Linked DNA regions of Mus musculus: regions 1, 3, 4, 5, 6 and 7 are each linked to region 2. A link is a contact called in public Hi-C data. All regions are on one chromosome and are shown on one strand. The core of a region is the stretch at or near the end of the contact, and the rest is flanking DNA. Distances in the headings are between cores, read along the strand shown.

The links. A called contact is a pair of places that touch in the nucleus more often than the background predicts.
Region 1: a contact with region 2 is called in a Hi-C map of large pre-B cells, with 4 times the contacts expected there. The contact joins two enhancer-like sites. A contact is called at or near these places in 2 of 39 promoter capture datasets (both in liver), 1 of 15 datasets of contacts at CTCF or cohesin (large pre-B cells), 4 of 484 Hi-C or Micro-C datasets (bone marrow-derived macrophages, embryonic fibroblasts, large pre-B cells and 1 more) and 2 of 115 datasets of contacts at active chromatin or transcription factors (bone marrow-derived macrophages and large pre-B cells).
Region 3: a contact with region 2 is called in a Hi-C map of bone marrow-derived macrophages, with 13 read pairs. The contact joins two enhancer-like sites. A contact is called at or near these places in 1 of 39 promoter capture datasets (liver), 1 of 15 datasets of contacts at CTCF or cohesin (large pre-B cells), 2 of 484 Hi-C or Micro-C datasets (bone marrow-derived macrophages and liver) and 2 of 115 datasets of contacts at active chromatin or transcription factors (bone marrow-derived macrophages and large pre-B cells).
Region 4: a contact with region 2 is called in a Hi-C map of cortical neurons. The contact joins two enhancer-like sites. A contact is called at or near these places in 1 of 15 datasets of contacts at CTCF or cohesin (large pre-B cells), 2 of 484 Hi-C or Micro-C datasets (cortical neurons and pre-pro-B cells) and 1 of 115 datasets of contacts at active chromatin or transcription factors (bone marrow-derived macrophages).
Region 5: a contact with region 2 is called in a Hi-C map of myocytes, with 3 times the contacts expected there. The contact joins two enhancer-like sites. A contact is called at or near these places in 4 of 39 promoter capture datasets (3T3-L1-derived adipocytes, hippocampal neurons, liver and 1 more), 8 of 484 Hi-C or Micro-C datasets (the HPC-7 cell line, bone marrow-derived macrophages, cortical neurons and 5 more), 1 of 115 datasets of contacts at active chromatin or transcription factors (the NIH/3T3 cell line) and 1 of 9 other capture datasets (macrophages).
Region 6: a Hi-C map of bone marrow-derived macrophages shows a contact between it and region 2, with 8 times the contacts expected there. The contact joins two enhancer-like sites. A contact is called at or near these places in 1 of 15 datasets of contacts at CTCF or cohesin (large pre-B cells), 9 of 484 Hi-C or Micro-C datasets (the HPC-7 cell line, bone marrow-derived macrophages, cerebral cortex and 5 more) and 5 of 115 datasets of contacts at active chromatin or transcription factors (SST interneurons, bone marrow-derived macrophages, fibro-adipogenic progenitors and 1 more).
Region 7: a Hi-C map of myocytes shows a contact between it and region 2, with 5 times the contacts expected there. The contact joins two enhancer-like sites. A contact is called at or near these places in 2 of 484 Hi-C or Micro-C datasets (bone marrow-derived macrophages and myocytes) and 2 of 115 datasets of contacts at active chromatin or transcription factors (bone marrow-derived macrophages and fibro-adipogenic progenitors).

The regions. Positions count from the first base shown.
Region 1 is chr16:24,657,284-24,660,684 of GRCm38.p6, forward strand. All of the region lies in intron 5 of Lpp (LIM domain containing preferred translocation partner in lipoma), which reads left to right. Among named protein-coding and RNA genes, the nearest start is that of Mir28a, 170 kb to the right of the region's middle. Within about 2 kb of position 1,973, at least 24 of the 459 cell types and tissues checked have an H3K27ac peak or open chromatin away from gene starts, as enhancers often do.
Region 2 is chr16:25,261,892-25,265,209 of GRCm38.p6, forward strand. No RefSeq gene overlaps it. Among named protein-coding and RNA genes, the nearest start is that of Tprg, 23 kb to the right of the region's middle. Within about 2 kb of position 2,055, at least 86 of the 459 cell types and tissues checked have an H3K27ac peak or open chromatin away from gene starts, as enhancers often do. A contact at or near this core is called in SST interneurons, bone marrow-derived macrophages, cortical neurons and 3 more, where this site is marked.
Region 3 is chr16:24,592,090-24,595,180 of GRCm38.p6, forward strand. The region is part of intron 4 of Lpp (LIM domain containing preferred translocation partner in lipoma); the gene reads left to right. Among named protein-coding and RNA genes, the nearest start is that of Gm24440, 190 kb to the left of the region's middle. Within about 2 kb of position 1,657, at least 40 of the 459 cell types and tissues checked have an H3K27ac peak or open chromatin away from gene starts, as enhancers often do. A contact at or near this core is called in bone marrow-derived macrophages, where this site is marked.
Region 4 is chr16:24,534,950-24,538,200 of GRCm38.p6, forward strand. All of the region lies in intron 3 of Lpp (LIM domain containing preferred translocation partner in lipoma), which reads left to right. Among named protein-coding and RNA genes, the nearest start is that of Gm24440, 130 kb to the left of the region's middle. Within about 2 kb of position 1,567, at least 11 of the 459 cell types and tissues checked have an H3K27ac peak or open chromatin away from gene starts, as enhancers often do. A contact at or near this core is called in cortical neurons, where this site is marked.
Region 5 is chr16:24,732,102-24,735,256 of GRCm38.p6, forward strand. All of the region lies in intron 7 of Lpp (LIM domain containing preferred translocation partner in lipoma), which reads left to right. Among named protein-coding and RNA genes, the nearest start is that of Mir28a, 94 kb to the right of the region's middle. Within about 2 kb of position 1,395, at least 49 of the 459 cell types and tissues checked have an H3K27ac peak or open chromatin away from gene starts, as enhancers often do. A contact at or near this core is called in muscle stem cells and myocytes, where this site is marked.
Region 6 is chr16:24,618,780-24,621,872 of GRCm38.p6, forward strand. All of the region lies in intron 5 of Lpp (LIM domain containing preferred translocation partner in lipoma), which reads left to right. Among named protein-coding and RNA genes, the nearest start is that of Mir28a, 210 kb to the right of the region's middle. Within about 2 kb of position 1,697, at least 72 of the 459 cell types and tissues checked have an H3K27ac peak or open chromatin away from gene starts, as enhancers often do. A contact at or near this core is called in SST interneurons, bone marrow-derived macrophages and pro-B cells, where this site is marked.
Region 7 is chr16:24,567,973-24,571,207 of GRCm38.p6, forward strand. The region is part of intron 4 of Lpp (LIM domain containing preferred translocation partner in lipoma); the gene reads left to right. Among named protein-coding and RNA genes, the nearest start is that of Gm24440, 160 kb to the left of the region's middle. Within about 2 kb of position 1,894, at least 29 of the 459 cell types and tissues checked have an H3K27ac peak or open chromatin away from gene starts, as enhancers often do. A contact at or near this core is called in myocytes, where this site is marked.

The sequences.
Region 1 (3,401 bases), core at 723-3,222, 600 kb before region 2:
ATCAGCTGGGTGGCTCTCCGGCTTTCCAGTGTGGGAGCAACTGCAGTCACTGTGTAAGCAGTGCTATACTGAGGAGCATTATTCAATTATTGAATGTGACTATTTCGTAATTAAAACCTATAAGTACAATTGAGGGTTTCATACCATTTGCCATATTTTGTAAAGGGACCTGCCTACTAGGATCACATACAGCTCTTTACCGGCTTATTTTCACATGATATTTCCAGTTGGTGGATGGTGTTTATAAATCCTCATATGATGATGTTGAATGTGTATTTTTGATCCATACATGTGTGAGGGAAAGAGCAAAGCAGGGTAATTCCCATCTCTATCACCTCAGACACATTTTCATTAGTTATCTTAACCCTAGTGTTTTCTTAAAAATAACACTGTCTGGTAGAGTTCTAAGTACAGTCCCAATTAGTAATTTAGTTAGTTAGGTGAAGAAAATGAAGATTGAAGGATAGAATATTAATTTTTCTAATATCTTGCCATGTTTGTTTACACGCCCACATTTTAGATTGCCCAGATAGCAACTGAAAGAACTTTAGTCAGTGTCACTTATCTCCTTATTCATGGTGAAGGTAGGTTCTTCAGGAGAGGGATTGGTGCTATTTTCATGACAATGAAGACAAGACAGCCAGCACTAGCCATGAATGGCCTTGAGAGTGAACATTCCCCAATGAGTTCTCACATAGGGAGAACATGAATTCAGGCTCTGCATATTAAGGGTTCTGTGACACTCAGTCTTTGTGTGGGTCTCTGACTATTCTTAGGTATTGTGCACATGTCACATCCTGTCCCCTCTCCATGTAACTTCATTTCACGAGCCACCACACTCTGTGAACCTTGCAAAATCTGGTGTGTTCTGTTATGTGGCGTTGAGAAGAGTCTTCCAGGCTACTAGTATCCTGCCAGACCTAGAAACCAGACACGGTATTAAGTCTGAAAGAAGAGATTCAAGAAAACACTGATGTATATACTTCTTTCTTGGACTGAGATTCACGAAACATAACGGTCCACACAGGGCACTGAGGGAGGAACATCACACGTTCAAGCCCAAAGATGGAGACCATGTTACAAAGAAGAGGGAGGGAGAGAGGGAAGACCGAGATTCACATAGGAGTATCTGGATCGATGAGCCTGGCAAACTCCCCTAGTCAGTTAAAAGACAGGAGCTGGATAGAGTGAGGAAAAGCTTCATTACTTAGAGAAGCCACACATTCCTAGCTTCAGTTTTGAACAGAGGTGTTCATAAGTTGAAAAGGCTGAGAAGGTCATTCAATGGATGAGAAAGGTTTATTTTCTTGGTCTGTCACATCACAGCACTTTCTGATGGTTTCAAGGCACTGCTCAGCTAAATATCTGATGAAGACATAGGCTCCTCATACCAGTTCATTTCATGGGCTTACCCGATTAGGATGCCCACCAGCTCTCTCCTTCCATTCTCAGATGCATGTGTGGCCACTGTCACTGTGGCATTCAAAGGTGCTTCCTGTCCCCTAAAGAACTTAAAACAAATTTAAGAGTCTTTGGAGAGCGAAGGAGAAGGATCTAGGTGCCCCCTTTTCCCAGTTTGAAGTAAGAGGGAAAGCATTGATGATTGCAGCAGTGAAAAGAGAAGACTTTGTTATATTCTTGCCTCCAAGTCTGCTCTCTACTGGCACAGTTCAGCTTCTTAAAGGCCGCTTACCATTTTTCACCCTCTAAGGAATTTATTGCCATCATCTCTGTGATAACATACATTTTGTAGGTTTATCACACATCTATCATTGAGTATGTTTTTCTATTGGATGTTCATCTATACATCAGAATTATGGCATACAGATGATGACAAAGAGTTGTGCAGGTTCTTCATTCCAGTTCCTACAGCTAGGGCATTTCTCCTCCAGAGCATCCCCTTCCAGTACCTCCCCCTTTCGTGCCCACCCCATTGCTGCATTAGCATGCAAGTCCCAGTATAGGATGTAGGAACCGAAACCTAGATGATTGAACTTAGTGAACTGAACCCTTGGTTGTAGTCAGTGGTTGATGGTTAAGAGGTTAACAGCTGGCTTCTTAAGAACCTACATCATCTTTCTTAGAATTAGGTTCTTTGTTGTTTTCATATTATTTCTTTGTTAAAGAAGTCAGTTTTTCTTTCTCTTTAATCCTTCTGGGATTACCATCAGCCTGTGCATCTCTTTAAGTTCTTATAGACAAACAGGATAAAGGAGAATATACTTAGGAGGTATTTCAGAGACAGAGTTGTACCTTTATTTTTAAAATTATTTCTGTGATATTTTGGTTTACTCATATGCATGTTATGGGCCTTTTGAGTCACCCTATATGATAGGGATACCAAGAGTTCAGGCAGGTTTGAGAATGTCTGATGGTCTGATAATTTGAAATGCCACATAGAATCTGGTCAATTACACATTCCCCTCCATACTGCGTTATAGAGGGTGGGAGAAGACAGAGTGATTGCTAGAATCTAAACTTAGGTTGTGAACAACCACCTAGTCATGGCTTCATGGCTCAATACCTTGTGAATTAATTTTTTTCATTCACTCTGTTTTAAGGTAGAAGAGGACTCTGTTGTAGTGCATTTTCCTTCAGAGTTAATGAATACTTTCCATGAGCTGTGTAGCCACCCCAGCATTTCTCCATTTTAGCTGCATGTGGAGTCCCCTAGATCAAAGAAACACTGATGCCACACATTTATTCCAATCCCCAGGATTCTCATCCAATCAAATCCAGAGGAGGTAGTTTGGACAGCCATCGGTTTGATGGCTTTCTTACAGATTCCAGTGTGTGGACAAGGGATAGTGAATGGATAGTTTCAAATTATAATGCTAAAATGGTAAGGAAAGACTTCGAGACAAAAGAAATCCCTATACAACAGGAGTTTGGAACCTTTCAAATCCTGGGGTTCTCCAAAGGATGGAAGGTACTTTGCCGAACTCAGTGAAACTTGAACTATGTTCCAGGAGCCAATGCCACTGAAGTTACCTAGGCTTTTTAGAAGCACAAATCATTGGTCCTTCCTTAGAACTACTACATTAAACGTCTTTGGAAGTGCCAGCCAGAGGTATGAATTTTATAACTCCTCTCTGAAATCCTGATGGATTGTGAACATGGACCAGCGTTTGAGCAAGGTTATATCATGACTTGGGGGTGGGGGTGATGATAGCCTGGTAAAACTGAATGGCTCTAGAGACACTGTCCTTGGCTGTTGTGGCAGGGGTTAGATCTGACAGCTCATAGCTACTCCTCCCAGTGTAGCAACACCACCAGGTGTTTCAGAGCCCAATAGGCTACCATCATTTGCAGGATACACCTTTGCAGTTTTAGACTTTCTTTCCTCTGAGATACCCAAGTTGTCACATTTTTATATTATTCAAAAGTTAATAATTTGCTTA
Region 2 (3,318 bases), core at 805-3,304:
TATGATGTATGAAACAGTGTATTTTTTGGGGGAAGGGTACTTTTTCAGAGACTTAATTTCAAGGAAGACACCTAGAGTCTCTTAGAACTAAAAGGGTTGCGTTTATTTAAGAGAAGTTAGGCTTTGTGGAATCTTACTCAAATATTAGGCTTCATACTTGAAGATGATGTTTTCTCTAATAGTGGTTTTTTTAAAGCCCATAGTTTTCTTAGTTTGGTTTCTGCTGCTGAAAATTTTAAAGGCCGACTTGGAGTGGGGAAGGAGGGCGTGTTTGCTTTATGTATCCCAAGTCACAGTCCATTGAAAGGGTTCGAGGTAGGATCCCAACACAGGAACCTGCAGGCAGAAACTGAAGCAGAAGCCATAGATAAGGGCTGCTGGCTCATTGAGCCTGTTTTCTTATGCACCCAGGACCACAAGCCTAGAGGAAGGTTCCCTAGAGTGAGCTGGGTCCATCCACAGCAACCATCAATGAAGAAAAGGCTTCCCAGACTTGCCTCCAGATCAGTCTGTTGGAGGCCCTTTCTCAACTGAGGTTTCCTCTTCTCAGATGACTCCAGCTATGTCAAACTGCCAAAAAAAATAACCAGGAGAATAGGCTTAGGGAACAACTGGTGGAGCTGGACTGTCAAGAATTATGGAGAGAGTAATAGACACTTCCCCCGTTTTCTGCATCCCGGTTACCATGCCAATAGGCAGTAGAGGGTAGAGAAGAGTGTAAGCTAGCTGTGATAGAGGAACGAGGAAGGGAAACTCTTGGCCCTTTTACTTTAGGGCTGAGAGGACTTTTGCGTGCCTCTAGAGCTGTTCGGTTGGCTTGGGCATCACTTCAGAGTCCCTTGGTTTCTGGGGCACTTCAGAGACCAGCAAACACAAAGAAGTCAGGGATTCTGGTTCTAGGCTGCTTCAAAGTTCAAGCTTAGGGCTGTCTCACTGTGCTCAACAACTAAGCTGGCAAGTCCTCAGGGAAGACACTAGCTTCACAGTATTACACATGCGCAGGGAATTGCTGGTGATTTTCACGAAAGCCTGGGATTGTTATCAATGGTAGGGTCCATCAGTGGAACGTTTATGACTTCTGTCTATCTATACCCAGAAGAATATTATTTGGTCATTAAGACTTGTTGACTTCTTAACTTTGCAGTATTGTGAATGAGTCTGGAGGGCATAGCTAAGGGAAACAAGACAGGCCCAGAAAGACAAATACCACAGGGATGACCTCACCCGTTTGAGAAATCAAAACAAGCTGATGTCATACGTGTAGACTGGGAAAGTGGTAATCAGACAGTGCAGAGAGGAGGCGAAGGAAGGGAGAGTCTGGCCTATGCCTAACTGGGTAAAAGGAAGACGGTCTGTCTGTCACTATAAGCACAACTGTATAACTATGGTGAGTATTGCTCTGTGTATTTCCAAACACCTTCCACAAGAGAAGAATTTAAGTGTTCTCACAATAAAAGATTATAAATGGCTGAGGTAATTTAGATATGATAAAATACCATACTGATTATTACACAAAATGTTCTTTTTTATTTTTAATTTTTATTTATTTATATTTTTCAAAATATTCTTATATCTAACGCCTATTGTGCCTAAAAATATGTATACCTATTACATGTCAAGCAAAAATACAATAACAACGTTTAGAAAAAAATGTCAGCACTGGATATTTGTCTGACATTTGTCAGTTGCTCGGGTCTGACAGATGGATGTGGGCAGGAAGCTCTGGGACCTCAACAGACGCTGACCATCAGTGGGTGTTGGTGACCATTCCTCCCAGTTCCTGAGAAGACGGTCACCTTGTCCTTGTGAAGATCAAACTGAAATATCTATGTTCCTGCATCATGGAATACAGTTGAGCCTAAGGGACAGAGTTGTCAGGAAAGGGAGAATACAATGGCCACCTGTTATTCTTATTCGGGGGTGTGGGAATCCGACTAGCCAGTCAAAGGTTTCTTTCTGTCTTCAGAGACACGTTTGTCTGCAAGGGCAGAGATGAAAGGCACTTGTTACAAACCCTTCTTCTCCCTCATGCTGGGAGAGAGACAAAATGTCCACCTACTGCCATCTGGTGGTCATAGTTTGCACTGCAGCTTGAGTTAGCCTCTTCACTTAGAAAAGGGTCCGCTATATAGAAAAGCAACAATGAATAAACATGGTTTCTGGCCTTGAGGAACAATCAGTCCAGTAGACTTAATTGGCATGCTAGCATTTAAAGTAAAATGTGCAAGGTGTTATCAAGACGTAGCATGGGGAAGAATACCTTTGAGTTGAGTCTTGAAGCATCCTTTGTCACTTTGTCACTTTGACAAAAAGGAGGAGGCTTGTTCTACATACAGAGCACACCCCTTTGCTAGGTTAGCACCCGACTTGTTGATAAGGGATATGGGAAAGAAGGGACAGGAACGAACTGAGACAAAGGTAGGATCAGACCCCAGGATCCTTGAAATGCCTAACCAAGGAGACAGGTCTGCTCTAGAGCATTAAGCCAGAATATAATGGGGTCAGAGTTTGCTGATAAAAGGCAGACCTCCATTGTCTGCACATAAGCTTTCCAAGTATTCATCAGTGGAAGTCATTATTTGAAATACATAGAAACATCATGGTTATGACTGAAGACAGAGTTTGTAGGTCAAAAGTCATTTCAACACCATGTCCCACATGATTGGTGCATGCCAACACTTTTTGACAGGCCAAATGGCTCAATAGAGCCACATTTAATAACCCCTGCTGCAGGAGAGGTTCTAACCTAATATGATCAACACCTTTGTGGTTTTAGAGCCCACTGTACTGTCCAGCCTACAGTAGGCTACTTATAAATCAGGTCTGAGATAGTAGTCCCCTGTTCTAGACCTGTTCTAAACATTTAGTTTCATGGTCATCCCAATTTTATTGGTCAGTTTCCAAACAGGACCTAGATCCCTCATCCCTAGCTTCTAGTTTTATTTTGTGAGAGAAAGGTTGGTATTAGCCATCTCTCTAGTCTCTACTAAGCATCTTTTGTCTGCCACCCCATGTATCAACCCACATTAGGTGTCTCCAACCTACTTGTCATCCCCAACCCACAGATTGCCTGATGCAGTTATGAGAAGCATCACCTCACATCTCACAGCGGCATTCGGTCTACGAACCACACTTTATACTCAAACTTCACTTTGTACTCAAGAACTTTCCGCTATATGGCTGCAGGACCCCGATTTGTGACAGAGTGCGGCTGGCTGCATGGCATTGCCTTCGGTGAGAAATTTCAGACCAATAATTGACCAAGCGTGAGTGGCCTCCTGATGGGCAAAGACGATTCCATTCCCCAATGCCATTTCT
Region 3 (3,091 bases), core at 407-2,906, 670 kb before region 2:
TGTACCAATGCCAGACTCACAGAGAAAGAGATCATGGAAACAGTCCCATTCTCAATAGCTTGAAAAAAAGCACCTGTGAATATGCCTAGCCAAGGAGCTGGAAACTTCTGCAGTAGAACTTTAAGTCCCTGAACAAGATACTAAAAGATAGAAAGACCACCCGAGTTCCTGAATTATTAGAATCAATGTGGCTATCCTACCAACAGTAACTTACCTTATGTCCTACCTGAAAGTATTTGAACTGCCATTCCCCTGGATGATTTCTGAATCCGCCTTTGCCTGTTGAATGCTAAAATCATCTCTTTGGATAACATCTGCTTTTATATTTCTCTCCATCTAGGCTAGTGGTTCTTAACCTTCCTAATGCTGTGACCCTTTAATGCAGTTCCTCTTACTGTAGTGAACCCCAACTGTAAAGTTACCTTCATTGCTACTTTATAGCTGTAGTTTTGTTACTGCTAGGGATCATAATAGAAATATTTTTGAGAGAGAGGTTTGTTGAAGGTTTGTCATTGCACACAGATGAGAATCATTGATCTATGCAAATGCACCTATAGGCTTTGAACTGTCAGGGTCCTATTTCACTGCCCATCTCGGTTCCTTTTCCTCTTAGGTAGAACTGAAAGGATGAAGTTGCTTTCATGAGCTACTTAGAAATTCCTTTGTAAAAATATTTTCCATCAAAAACGGTTGAATTGAAATATATCTTTCTGTCTTCTATGTCTTTCTTCTAGTCCCTCTCATGTCCTATTGATTGCTTCTTTTTGTTATTATTTTACATACGATGAAAAATGCATAAATATATGCATGTAACCTGCTATATCCATTTTATGTGGCTAAACAAGATCTGAGTAATGCTACCAGGAAACATGTTGATACAGAAAGAGGAGATCTCATTTGTCCCTCCCCTAGATGCATAACTGCAGCCAAATAAGACCTTTGAGAAGGGGAGGAGATTAGCCTGTCCCAGGGAAGAGCCCCAATTGGTTATCCAATACTAAGTGGCCAGTCTGAAATCAAATACCTGCAGGCCTTCTTTAGAAAAATCACATTTTTTAAATTTAAATACTTGCTTACTTGTCTGTACATGCTTGTTTTCATGTATGTTAAGGTATCTGTAGAGTCCTGAAAAGCCAGTGCATCCCTTGGAGGGAAGTTAGAGGTTGCTTAGAGCCAGTTGTCATGGGAGCTGTGACCCACATTCTGTTCTTTCCAGCTGCATTTGAAAATGCTGGCACTTGTGAGCTTCTGCACGTGGAGGCCAATGCTGCCTTTGGATGTCTCTCCTCTGGGGCTGTCCACCTTGTTGTTTTGAGACAGGGGCTCTCACTTAGTTTGGAATTCAATGATTCTGTTAAGATGGTTGGCTAGTCTCTTTCTTCCTCCACCTTCCTGGCATTGAAGTCACAAATATGTACCACCATGCTTGGCTCTTTCATCTGGATTCTAGGGATCCAGTGTTAGTCCTTGTGCTAGCAAGACAGCCCATTGTTTACAGAACATTTTCCCAAGCCTTAGATACTCCCAACAGCACCCGTGCTAAGATGATTATCCCTATGTGCAAATGTAATTTTCTCAGGGTTGGGTCCCATGTTCTTGGTGTGTCATAGTTGAAATGTTTATGCTGCCCCTCCCTGCAATCTTTCCATTGTTGTGTGTGCTACAGGAACTGAGAGGATTGTGACAGTCTCAGCTGGTTTCTCTTCTCGTTTAGACATCATTGTTTGTAACAATTCTGAACGTCGTCTTTCCCCACCTATCAGATTGTAAGATTATTGCTATACTTAATTTTCTTTTGTTACCCTGGCTTGAGAATATTCACTTATAACTTTCCTTTGAAATGCCTTTGTTAATAATTTTCCCTTCTGTATATATTTTACACACACACACACACACACACACACACACACACACACACACTCATGCAGTCATTATTTCACTTGACTTTGATCCAGGTACAGAATATTTTCACTTAGAGCAGAGGACACTGAAGCCTGTGATGGCTGAGAGCAGAGCCTTGTTCACTGCTGGATGATGGAGCAGATGCAACCACCAGCATCCTGGATCTTCTTGCCATTTTTCATCTTGTTTCCCAAACTCCTTCTATGTTCTGAGTCTCTGGCCGTTTTCTTTGGGGCATGAGTGATTTAGTGATTTCTCTTGAGCCCTACGTGTTACTGCCTCAAGCGCCTGTTCCCCTGCTTTCCACTGGTCTCTGTCCCCAAGAGGATCCAGGGTGTGCAAGTGTCCCTCCTTCACTTAAGATGTTGGTGAGGGACTGAGTTCCCTGGAATTCTTATAGTCCCGCAGGCATTTCCTGGGATTTTTGCCTCTTAGGCATTGTAAGTGTAGATTGTTACAGTCTGAATATTTGGGGTCAGATCTGAAAACTTGGGGTCAGGGATTCTTTTGTTCCTTAAGGTGTGTTGGGTCTGTTTCTAGTTTCATGACCTTTGTTTCTTTACTTTCGTCTTTGAGGGAATTGAAAGGTTAAGTTTTGTTATAGCTGGAATCCAAGTAAATTCCCTCATGAGCAGAAAGACAGAGTTCGGAGAGAATGGACTTCCCCTGTGTGTTGTCTTTAGTTACAGAAACAGTCAGTGGTGGAACCTGGGGCAGATTGCTGAGAGTCGATATTTTTGGCACCTGTTGGTTTCATCGTCAACACTGTGTGTTGAGCCTGAATCTTCCCAGAACGCCTCAGAAGTTCTGAGAAGGTCTGGGTGCTCTCTGGGTGGCTCCTGGATCCCTGGGATGGCTCTATTGCTCAGCAAAGGCATCATCAACACAGACATCACCAGGTACCTAGACACAGCTCTTCCTTATAAAGTATTTTTGTTGCCCATTTGTGAATCCGACTTTTAGAACATTGAAGGTTTTCTTTTTTCCATTTAAAATCAAGGTTTGCTATAAGAAATGATATGCTGAAGCCGGGCGTGGTGGCGCACGCCTTTAATCCCAGCACTCGGGAGGCAGAGGTAGGCGGATTTCTGAGTTCGAGGACAGCCTGGTCTACAGAGTGAGGTCCAGGACAGCCAGGGCTATACATAGAAACCCTGTCTCGAAAAACCAAAAAAAAAAAAAAAAAAAA
Region 4 (3,251 bases), core at 317-2,816, 730 kb before region 2:
ATTCTTGTAACCGTGGACACATTATATCTGGACACTTTATCCAAATCTTTCAGGGTCCCAAGTCCAGCACAGAAAATGATAGAGCTGACTTGCTCTAGGAGAGGAATTATGCAGGGCTGGGAGAGAACGGAACTTCAGCTGCTGACCAGTTTTCTTCCTGATCTTTGCCCATGATTCTTTCAAAAACCAGCTTTAGCTCAGAACTCAAGTTTCAGATGACAGTGAAAAGAAAATTGCAAAGAAAATAACTTATTGCAAGACACGGAGTGAGTTAGAGCTGTTGGAGAGACCTCGGTGCTGGAGATCCGCTTCCTGCTTCCTAAGGAGCCTACTGCACCTTGCCCTACTGTGCACTTTCACAGGCACATGGCATTCATTACGTCTTTTGGCACACCCAACAGTCTTTGCTAAGGCACAGGCTGCCTGCTTGCTGATTGCACAGGGGAATCTGTGATGTAGGTTCCTAGGTCTAAGAATTGCAGACTTCCATTCTAGTCTCCTGATGAAGATGCTAATCTGGGTGCCAATGGTGGTTCTTCTACAGGGACACCTGCCCACACAGCATGATTAGAAATTATAATGACGACAATGATGAGTCTTCCAGGACACCCACGTTTTTTTTTTTTTTCCCCAAGTTATTTCCACTAATCGTCTCTACCATAATCAGTTGGAGGAAATTTTCTTTTTCCTTCTCCTTTAATGTTTTCTCTCCCTTTCTAAGTCCATCCAAAACACTGTTGTAATTCTGATGTAGATTAAAGGTTTTTGACTACCATGATCAACATGTCAGTGATTGTACATCTCTCAGCATGTGCTGTGATGAGAGTATGCTGTACCACTAAAGAAAATATTTGGCATCAGGCTCCAGTAGTGCCAAATATGCCTGGTGAGATTTTGGTACAGGCCCCTTCCAGTCTCTGCAACTGTGCCTCCTCGTGTCCTAAATGGGCTTCCAGTCTTTTTTTGTACTCAATGTATTAGGAGTGTAAGAATCCAATGACGTCCTAAGTAAGGAATGCGTCATTAAGGCTACACCGTTAATGAAGAGGATGGTTATTAAAGCTATTTTTGCATTATTGCCAGCTTAGCCAATTAAGGTTATATTTAGTGGAGTACAGTCAAGGTGTGTAGGTGTGAGAACCAGGAGACCAATTGCTATATGAAACCAATCCTGAGGAGGGTCAGGGTAGAACCGAAGTTATAGGCACAGCACTGTTTTAAAGACCCTGTCATTGAACTGCCATCTTGAATTCAGAAAAACAAAAACAAAAACAAAAAAGCCACAGGAGCTGGTACTCCGGGAGAGATGCAGAACTCAGGAACGAAGAGTCTCCATGAAGAGGGACAAGGAGGGAGCAGCGCAGGTGGCTGGAGTTTGGATGTGTGTTAGTGGAATGAAGACTTGGAGGCAACCCGAGCAATTAGGCAATTAGAAAAACGACAGCACTGCCTTTGGACCCGTGTATCTGGAGTGTGGGAGGACAGGCAGACACACACAGGGTGGCTGTGGGGAAAACAGCATCCGCAGAAAAGATCCTTCTCCAAGAATGCTCTCCAGGCAGGGCAGAAGTTGGTTCCAGAATCTGCGGGGAGAGCCTGCTCATTGGTTCTTCCTACTGCCTGCTATTTGCACAGTGCTTGGCTCCCCATATGTGAATATATTTGGGGGGAGGGCTACCTTTTCCTTCAAAGTCTGATTACTCAAGGAAGTTCTGACTAGGGCTTCTAATGGGGAAGAGCTAGCAAGGAGAAATTATGGTTTTCTCTGCTCCTCTGGACTGTTTTGGGCTCCATGATATTTCTATGGCACTCACTCACTCTAAGAGACAACATTTTTCTAATGATAGGATTAAAAAGCCCATTTGGTGCATAGGTAGATATTTTAGTTATAGTTCAGTGGGATCTAAACAATAGACTGTTTTATTTATTGTAATACTTCAGCTTGTAAACTCAGCTATGATGGTATTAGCTTTTATTCTTCCTATCTACTGACATGCAGAATATAGTGAACTTTCAGTTTTTTCCTTTCTCTTCCTTTCTCTTTCTGTCTTTCTGCCTCTTTCTGTCTCTTTGCCTCTTTCTCTCTTTCTGCCTGTCCGTCTTTCTGCCTCTCTCTCTCTCTCTTCCATTCTTTCTCCCTCCCCTCCTTCCCCTCACCTCCTCTTGTCCTCCCTCCCTCCCTCCCTCCCTCCCTCCCTCCCTCCCTCCCTCCCTCCCTCCCTCCCTTCCTTCCTTCCTTCTGGTTGATTTCTATGAGTTAAGTAAATTGAATTTAAAAATAAAAATGTGAACTGTCATTGAAATTTTTGGAAGACAAATTCTCATAATTCATTCAAAAGGCTTTTTTACAAAGCAGGGCTACTAGTTTCCCAGCCTCTGCAGTGGGGACAAAAACAACTGGACATACAGAATATCAGCCAATCTGCCAATATGTTGCCTTAGTGTTTTTCTGTTGAGAGGTTCTTTTTAGTAAGACAGGACCATGGACTCTTTGAAACCTTCTTACAAGGCTTGGAAAGAAGGTTCTTTGTTTTCCAAGACAAACACTCACTGTTTAGCCTCGTCTTGCTTCAAACAAATCCTTCTGCCTCAGCATTCTGTGAGCTGGGCTTACAGGTGTGTATGTACCAGTAGGCCCAGCTGTGCAAAGATCATTATTTGATTGTTGCCAGCTCAAACAATTAAGTATTTTACTAATTAGTAGAAATGAGAATTTTACAATGATCAATTTTTCTGATGGTGATGGGGGCAATGTTGGCTTTTCACATCCATTTATTTATTTATTTCAAAAACTATTTAACTATCTACTTTCAGTGAATCATTGAAATGCTTTTAGTTTTTATGAGAAAAGCAAAGCCTAAGTTGACACTGTGTGATGCTCTATCCCCCCTGCTCTCTGCCTGAGGGCATTTTCACTGGTCTGGAGGTGGTTTGAGTGTGTTCCGCCACATTTCCCTGTTGGTGCTGATGAGTTGTAGACACAGAACAGTATGTACCTCCCTAGCTTTCTCTCATGTTACTAACTCACATGAGTAAGGTTTGCTTATTGGAGCTCAGAAATTGACATGGGGAAGCATGACTATTGTGACTACAAATTTTGTTCTTATTCACTAGTGCATTTTGTGCAATAGGATTCAATTAGGAATTTTCTTCTGTACTTTCTCCTCATGTCTTTAACTTAGTACAGACTTTTCCCATGTTTTATGACCTTTATACATGAAAAGTGCCTTGTTTCAAGGCCTGGCACATCA
Region 5 (3,155 bases), core at 145-2,644, 530 kb before region 2:
GCCTTTATATATATATATATATATATACCCATTATACACATGTATATACATATTTAGATATATGCAGTTCGTATGGCTATATTTATAAAGATATAAACTATAATTTTATTCCTCTCTAGGTCTTTCCCTTCCTCTCTCCCCAGGTCTCTCTCTGCCTCCTTACCTCTCTACTCCTCTCTCTCTCCTCCTTTTCCTTCCTTCCTTTTTCTCTTCCTTCCTTCCTTCTTTCCTGCCTGCCTGCCTGCCTGCCTGCCTGCCTTCCTGCCTTCCTTCCTTCCTTCCTTCCTTCCTTCCTTCCTTCCTTCCTTCCTTCCTTTCTTCCTACTCTTCCTTCCCTCCCCTGTCCCTTTCTCCTTGCTTCCCTCCCTCCCTCCCTCCCTCCCTCCCTCTTTCCCTTCTTCCCTCTCTCCCTTCACTCTCTCTGTCTCTCTCCTCTTTCTTTCTTTCTTTCTTTCTTTCTTTCTTTCTTTCTTTCTTTCTTTCTTTCCCCCTTTCTTTCTAGAAAATCAGTCCCTTGTATCTTTCACAGCTGACACTGTGAAACCTAGATCTCAACTATAGTAAGGCTGAAAACTAAGGTGAGGTTTTTGCTTTAAAGGAAGTGGTTTGTCCTTGCATATATGAATCCTTGACCTAGTATGTTTAAAACAAAGGAATAGTTAGGATTCTAAATATGAATGTCAGCATTTGAGGAAATAGTTCTTTCTACTTCCCCAGAGATAACAGTTCCTGCTCCTTTCCCCTCCCCTTCTTTTCCTTCTCTCTTCCCCCCTCTCCCTCCCTCTCCCTCCATCCCCTTCTCTTCCCACATCCTTTCCTATTATGCTTTCACTTTTACTGGTTTGGCTTGTTTCTTCTCAGTCAGGGATGTTGCTCACCAGTACCTTAAGCTATTTTTTCTTCTCATTTTCTCTAAATATCGTCTATGGTGTGAGGTTTTTTTTTTTTTTTTTTTAACTTATTTCCTTCCTGGGACTCTTTCTGATAGATTTAAATACAGCTCCTGCAGCCCCTTCATACACTTTACCTGCTTTGATCAGTCCATGCTGCAGCAGTCCAGGCTAGCTCTGCAGCCACTTGTAGTGGGTCACGGTGTAGCAGAGTATACCACAGCTACCTGAGCCTTCAATGCCTGCAGCACAGGTTCAGCATTGGGGTATGTTTGGGATTAAGTAGATGTTCCTTCCAGGGCTCACTGAAGCTTCCATTACTATCATGAATGATCTTCCCTCTCTCTCAGTTCCAGCCCAGATGGAGTCTTGACTTTTCATAATTTATTCAGTGACATGCACTTCCTGTGTCTAATAGTCAATCACTTACCAAAGGGGGAGAGGTGATAAGAGAGTAAGAATAATTTTGTCATGATTCATAGGCACTTGGCCTTCACTGAGTATTACCAAAAAGCAGACAAGGCAGGCTCTGCTAACCAGCATTCCTACATGGATTCTTGTGGCCTGAGCAGTCTCTAAGCCATGCCAAAAGCATCCCTGAAGTATTTACAAGGAATATATTTCTGTGGATGGGGATGTACTCTAAGCCTTTTTGTGCAGAAATATGTAGAGGAAAGAACAAAAGGAGGAAAATAGGTAGGACGCCTGCATTTGAAACCTGGTTCTCACCAGTCTCAGCCCTAAGATGTCACAGCGCGCTCTTAAATCCTTTACTCTCTTTGTAAGTATTTCAATGCGGAAAAAAAAAAAGTATATTTGTCAGGAGTCTGTGATCAAGAAAAAAAGTTGGGAAAACTAAAGCAATTAATAAAAAATGGAAAAAAATGTCAATTAGTCAGGATCTAATTTTATTATTCTAAATATTATGGAGTTTAAAAAAAACAGAAGGAGGTAAGTGCTTAGCTTTAAAAGTTTTTGTCAACCATAGTGCTACTATGTAGCCATTGGCTAGAAAATGACAATTGTGGGTTTTTTTTTTTAAGCACTGTCCTGATATACTGTCCTGAAGAATGATGCTGTTGAAACAAAGTACTGTTCTCAATAAATTTCTTGTGTGTGTCTGTGTGTGTGTGTATATATATATATATGTATATATATATGTATATATATGTATATATAATATATATTATATATATATTATATATAAACACTATGTACTCATAAAGTTAATGTGTGTGTGTGTGTTCAAAACAATTTGCCTGATTTGGGGAGGAATTTTGTTTTTGAACTTGCTCCCCTTTGTTCTGTGGCACTTGGAGATTCATGCCCCCACCTTGTTGAAGCTGGTGGGAGATACATTCCTACATTCTTAGGAGGAAGTCATGGTTCTTTAAAAATATCTGGCCTATTTTTCTTACATGGTGAAAAATGTTAATGTAGTAGGAGAGCATATTAGTCTTGGGACACCAGTATATTTGTTATGATTTGTTTTCTACCCAAAGTCAAAGATCTACAGAAGCCCTCATAATGTCCCAGAGGTTTTGTCAAAGAAATAGAACCAGCCTGAGGTATGTATTGGGATTAGCTGTGAAGGATATCTGTGGACTGACTAGGAAAACAGAAGTCCACACAGTAGGGTGTTAAAAGCAGCAGGCTGGCTGACAACTGGTTCATTCAGGTCTTCCCAGACCATCACTTCCTTGAAGCCAGTTGATTGGATTTTAATGAAATCTAGATGCCTCCAATTCCTGTTTGGTCCCAGGGACAGTAAGCAAAAAATGGTGATCTTCCAACCTGAGATGAAAGAGAAACATTGCTTGTCCAAGAGTGACTGCCTGTTCTCAGTCTTTGTGGGGTTGGCTGTTGCCTCTTCTCCTTAGCCTTATTCTTACATTCTGCTTTTCGATGATAGCAATTGAACTAAAAGATTATCTTTTTTAAAATCTTTAATAACTTTTTAATTTAAATAGAATTACCTCATTTTCTTTTCCCTCTTCTTCTCCCAACTTCTCCCAGATAGCTACCCTCCAGCTACTTTCATGACCCATTATCAAATTGATCACGCCTTTTTATTTGATTATTACTCTTGCATACACACACAAGCATATATATGAAATCAAGACTATATGGATACATCTTGCTGAGTCCATATATTGTATTTTTTCTGTGTATAGAGTTTCATGGCTAACCACTTTTATTGAAGGGCTCACTCTGCGAGGTACTAATCCTCCCTCTGCTAGCAGCCTATAGATTTAGCCTTGGTGT
Region 6 (3,093 bases), core at 447-2,946, 640 kb before region 2:
GCTTTCAGTTATTATGAAATTCAGTCAGTCTCCCGTCTCCACTTGGTCCACTGGTGTCCCCAGATACTCAAGTACTTCCCAAGTAGTCACTGCTTTCAAATGAGTTATATTAGTGTTGTTTAAATAATAACTAGGCTCCCTTCTCTTCTCCTCACCCCCATATTTTGTGCATAGTATATAAGAAGAGGACTTGATAGTTGGTGCTAGTCCTGGAGCTTCATAATTAGGAATCACCAGGAATATGCGTATATATACTTCTAATGTGGTTTTGAAACAATTCATATTTTTTCTTGTTTTTTTTTTTTTTCAGTTGAGAAGGAATCACACACCTCCCCTGGTCTATGTCTGGCTTATAAGACAGGATAGGAATGGATGTCCTCAGAGACTTCCTGCTGAGAATCAGGCCAGAGAGGAATTCTTACCTCCACTGCACAGGTAGCCAGCCTGAGGTTTGCTTTAAGGCATTGGTGCCTATCCGTGATCGTAGGAAGTAGTCAAGGGGAGACCCACGCACAGCTCTTAAGACTCCAAACGAGCATCTTAAGCACTAACATGATTTTTGTTGCCTAGCACATAAGTAGTACCTGTACATTTTAATTTATTCCTCTTACATGGGAATTTAAAATGCCATATTTTTTTCTGCTTCCATTATTGTAGTTTTGAGTGATGATTCATCAGCGCAATGGCCTATTTAAGTGAACCACAATAGCTTGGGTAGAAAGAAAAAAAAAAAAAAAGATTCAACATACTCAGGAATGGAAAGCAGCCATCTTTTTATAGCTAAAATTGCAAACATCTGGCAATTACCCTCTTCTACCTCCCCTCCAAAGCGAAGAATTGTCCCTTCAACCGGAGCCTGCTGCTGTGTTTAATCAAGACAGCTATGCAAGCCTTAAGGAGCAATAGGTTTTGATTCAAGGAGGCCATTGCCTCACCCACTTGGACAGAGAAGCTTTGGAAAACACACCGCGTAATGTTCCCCATATGCTACTGTGTTACATAATGATACTAGTGGTGGCATGGCAGTTAATAACTATAGAAAGCCAGCCCGGCTACTCAGTCCAACTTTCTTGTGTGGCTCTCTAAGCAGTTGTCATATTTGAAATGTTTACTGGTCAGGTCAAGTTCGCCTCTCTGTATCTTCTTAAACCTTTTGTGTCCTGGGTCAAAGAGTCTACTAAATCAACCCAGCTAATAGTTTCTGACTTGATTGTTTTATAAAGCGGTCTAGGGATGTTGAAGGAATAAATCCATGTCCTTTGAACACTTGGCCTTGCCCTTTCAGTGAAACATCTTACTCTCCTACCCCACCCTCATCTCTTCCTCTGATCATTTTTTATGAAACTACTTCTTCCTTGACTGGCAAAAGCCGTCTCTGTGGGCAAGGGAAGTGAGAGAGGCTGGTGGTTTGCAATAGATGCTGAGAATGGTGACTTCCTCATCTTTCTTTTTCTCAGGGCTGACCCGTATGTTCACTGTGGCCCTGGCAATGCCTTTCTTTTCTGTTCCCATGTATCTTTCCTGTCCTCTGGGTCTCTGAAGGCTAGAGGTGAACTTCACCTTTCACATCTTGGGCTGTTCCCATTCGTCAAAGGGGATCATGGGAAAGATTTTTACTTATCACTGGACAAGGTATAGTAGGAACAGAAATCAAGGTTCAGTGTCCTGGTGGTTCTCAAAAACAGTCTCACATACTAAAAATAGGCCATTCTCTTGTCCTAGTATTATGCTGCCTTTAGTCATAGACTTACTGTGAGGCCTTTGAGAGCTTTATTCCCTTGCTATATGTTATTTCACCTTGGTACCACTGCATTGAATGATTGGAACTAGAGCTTTCTCCCTGGCTTTACTAGGCCATCCATTCCCAAAGTCTGAGTGAAATCTGTTAACACCTCATCAAACTAAGTCTGATTTGGGAAGAGTGAATGGGCAAAGTTTCTAGCTTAAAAAATGAAGGTAGGGATGGGAACTTTAAATAACCTAAAGTGCACAGGTTATTCAACACAGTTACTCCATGTAAAGTCAGATAAAATGATGGTGTCTGTAACATCAAAAAGAATGTGCTCACTTCTGTCAGTCCTTGCCCATTTATATGGTGATCACCTTGTTCTAGGTATGCATCTTCAACTTGAAATACTTTATTATCACCAGTATTGTCACCATGACATGTTTCCTTCATACTACATTTATTCAATGATCCATCCCACATTTCACTTTTACCAACAGAGTTACAGTCTATAAACTCATTTAAAAATATTTATTTAGTTACTTTACATCCCAGTCTCCCAGCCCCTTGACTCCTTCCAGTACCCCTGCTTACATGAGGCAATGAACTTGGACTCTTTTGGGCTTCCCTAGACTAAAGGTTCAAGCAAGCGCTCACAGGGCTGCTTGTTAAGTTTTAGGTTGTTCAACCTTTGACCTAGGTTATCTTGTTTGCCAGTTCAGATATCTCTTAGTACTTTGATATTTCCTTTTTCTTTTTATGAAAATAGGATAATTATGTCTCTCCTCTGTCTGTATCAGTCACTTGTAATGTTCCTATCATAGTTACACAGCATCGGGACTTGTGTATAGAGGACCAAATCCACAGGCTGGCTGGAAAAGTGATCATGTCTTTGGAAGCTTGCATGATCTCAGTACAGAGGCAGCAGTAGCTGTTGCTCTCTGACCCTTTGCTGCTTTGGTCTTTGGTGTGTGTTTGGAGCATTTCCCATCCATAAACACCTGGAGTAGACGCATGATGAGGACTCCTTCCTAAAATGTAGGAAAGTCTCTGAAGCAACCTATGGGAACAGACACATAACTCAAAGCCTGATGTTTAAGCACAAGTTTGATCAAGTAAAGATGCTTTTACAGTGTGCTTGACAATGTTGGTCTTCTCTCTTAGCATGCCCTGGATTCAGATTTTTGATATAGATTTTTATGTGTTCCATCCATTGCATAATTTGAAACACACACACACACACACACACACACACACACACACACACACCAGGTCTCTTAGCTTCTTAATAATTTTATTATTTCATAGATCTGCAGACATAATTCCATTAAATAGAGGACTCTTCTGAGAAATCTTTTGCTAATGGT
Region 7 (3,235 bases), core at 644-3,143, 690 kb before region 2:
CGCCATGCAAGGAAAAGTTTGCTTGAGGCAGATAAATATCAAGAATGCCAAAGATCTGGACAGAGATCACAGAAATATATTCTTGAGAAAAATGCTTCTCTCTCTCCTGTGTGTGTGTGAGAGAGAGAGAGAGAGAGAGAGAGAGAGAGAGAGTTCTAAGTCTCTTCATCTGTATCACTTTATCCTCAGACAAGATAATTTTCCAGAAGCTTTGAACTCCAGCTGGAATTTTACCAGATTTGCCCTTTGTCCAGCTAGCTAAGCCACCTAGTTAGCCCTGCAATGTGACCTGGCAGTGGGGCGTGCCCCCGTCTACAGGGATTGCTCATCACTATTTCTCTTTCTGCAAAACTTCTCAGTGACTGGTGGGTGCACGGTTACTTGCCTGGCCTTCACTGCAGGAAACATGGAATGGTAAAGTAACCTATGACATGAAGCCACTATATTCAACAGACTCTGAGACTGATAGCCTTTCTGCTGCAGGGGTCTAGCTTTTACAAACATCCCCTCACCAACCTCCAAGCCCTGCTTCATTTTTCTGCCTGTCTTTATTTCCTTCCTGTCCAAAGGACCAGAACCTATTTTTCTGTCCAGGGAAGCCCTGTATGCCACTTACTTTTAGAATCAGTCTTAGAATTTAATGTTCTTATTTTGTTTAACTTTGTAGAGATTTCTTGAAGTTCTAGACTCAAGTAACCTTCCTGTCCTAGGCACCTGAGTAGCTGAGATTAAAAACACATATCATTACACCTGGTGCAACTTTGTTTTATAAGTACACTTTATTTTGTGTTGTTATGCCTTTGTTGTTTCTTCTCCCTGAATTTCCTGGCACAGTTCACTAGACAGAGTTTCAACAAAACAGCACATAGAATTGTATTCTTCAATAGTGAATAATAGTGAATATAAAACTGCTGTTGCTTGTATCTGAGCTCGGTATGATGCTTCCATGCTTATTGGGTTTCAGAACCCCCAAAGGGCTTCAAATATTCTGTGTAGTGTAGAAACCTCCTGCTTTACCTGTCTAGTTATTTACAGGCCTGATGTCCTTGCCCCCATCTGACCAAGCCTTAGAGAGAGAGAGAGAGAGAGTTTTGGAGTCACAGTATAGCACTCAGCAGGCCTCCTTTGTTTCTTTGAGAGGCCATTAGGAATAAGGTGGCTTCTATGCTGGCTCTTATAGATGGACACAAGACAGCAGTCATGGGGATCTGATGTGTGTGCCAGGTTCTGTGCAGGCTGCTCTTACCAAAAAGCTCGAGTTCCTATTCCCGTACAAGTGAGGGAGTCCGTTGCTTAGCAATAGGACATTTCACAAAAGCTCTCACTTGTGGATATTAAGCAGTAATATATGGTGTCTAGGTGTTTCCCTTTTACAAAGCAGGTGCAAGGCTTGCTGGGCTATGCATGCCTGTTATAAGAGGTGAGGATAATGGAGATGCGTCAACTGGAAGAGCTTGTGATCAGAACTGAGACAGGAGGGCCCACGGTGAGCAGGCAGAGGACCGAGCTCTCCCAGCTTATTGCCCATGTGTATCGTTGAGTCTTTGGAGAGGAACAGCATGATTGTTTCCTGAGAAGTGTGCAGTGCACTTTCACATGCTCTTCCTGTGTACTCTGCTTTCCTTGCTATTGGTCCTAGTGAGAATCTTTGCCCCTTAGTATCCGGTTCCCTTCTGTTTCTTTTGCTTCTTCCATCCAAGTAGCCCAAGGTCCCGAAGCTCTCAGATAGCACTGTCTTCTATATGGGACTGTGGAAGTGTTGGCAGAGAGACAATTCACAAATCTGTTAAGCCCATAGTAAAAATAGCTTATGATCTATGGAACTCGGTATTAAGCAAGATGATATTAACGAGGTTTGAGTGCTGCTCTGAAATGTGGCAGCTGCACAGGCATATTGGCTGTGCTTCCTCCCTACCTCTGGCAGCTTGCGAGCAGTGTTACCATGACACTCCTTGGGCTCTGTTTAGATCAGCTATTTTCTGAAGGAGTCCCTGACCTTCCCCACAATAGAAACTGTTGATGTGGTCATGTCAGATCCTCTTCAGGATCGGTTTGACTGCTGAGCCCCCAGTTGTCACTTGGAAACTGTAGGACACAGGCATTGAAAGTTTACGAGTAAGAAGAGCTATACAGTGTCTTCTAGCACTGCTATGTAGATATGCCACTGAAAGTGAGTGGCTTGAGGCCTGCTTCCCAGTCAGATGATATTTCATCTTGTCAAATTGAGCCCCACCTTGCTTTCTCTTTCAGCTCAGAAGGCTTGAGTGGAGCAGGGTTGGGACAACATTGATCCTGGAAGTGGTCAGAGAAGGCACCAAAAAGGAATGGTAGCTCAGTGCAGAGAAAGAAATGCAGCAAGGTGTTAGAGCTTAAATGTGTGCCTCCAGGTTGATGAGTTTGAAGCATAATTCCAATGGAGCAGGGTTGGCAGGTAGGGCCTTATAAAAGGTCATTAGAATATAAAGGCTCTGTCATCATCAATGCGGTTACCATGGGAGCAGGACAGTTATTCCAAAATGTGGTTATCATAACAAGAGCTCACTTGCTGTAGTCTTCTCTTGCCCTTCTGCCTTCTCTCATGGGTTGGAATAGCCTAAAGTCCTTCATCAGATGCTGCTACAGTGGTCTTGGACTTTCAAAGGTTGATTAAGATAAACCTCCATTCTTTCTAACTTGCATGGTATGAGTTATTCTGTTAGCTCATCACAGATGGACAAAGATGAGGAGTAATGAACTCAGAGTGGGTCCCAGAGGTACTGAGCTGTACCCAGAACCCCTGACAGAGCTTTTAGGGCAGGGCTTTCCTACCATATCCCACTTCCCTAGTTAGAAAATTAACAGCTTGTTCTCTTATATGAGCCTTTTCCTGTTTCCATGTCCAACATCATTAAGCTGCACAGAAGCCATTCATTGCCAGGACTAGGCTTTTTGGGGTACTTTATTGCATACATCCTCATCTTCTAAAAGCTCACTGTCACATGTGAATGAGTTCAAGTCCTTAGGGACCAACATTGTGACTTTAGATGACTTTTCCTTTTTTCTTTCCTCCCTTGTCTTTCAGTCATGGCATAAAATAGAGACTGAAACCAACAGGTCAAGCATTACAGTACATTTTTGTTGAATTGAATTTAGTGAGATTCACATGAGGTCTCAATAATTTTATTAATTGCTGCTAAAAATTGGCAAATGTAGATTTGGGGGAAAAGTATTTTGACCAATTTAGATTTTATTAAGA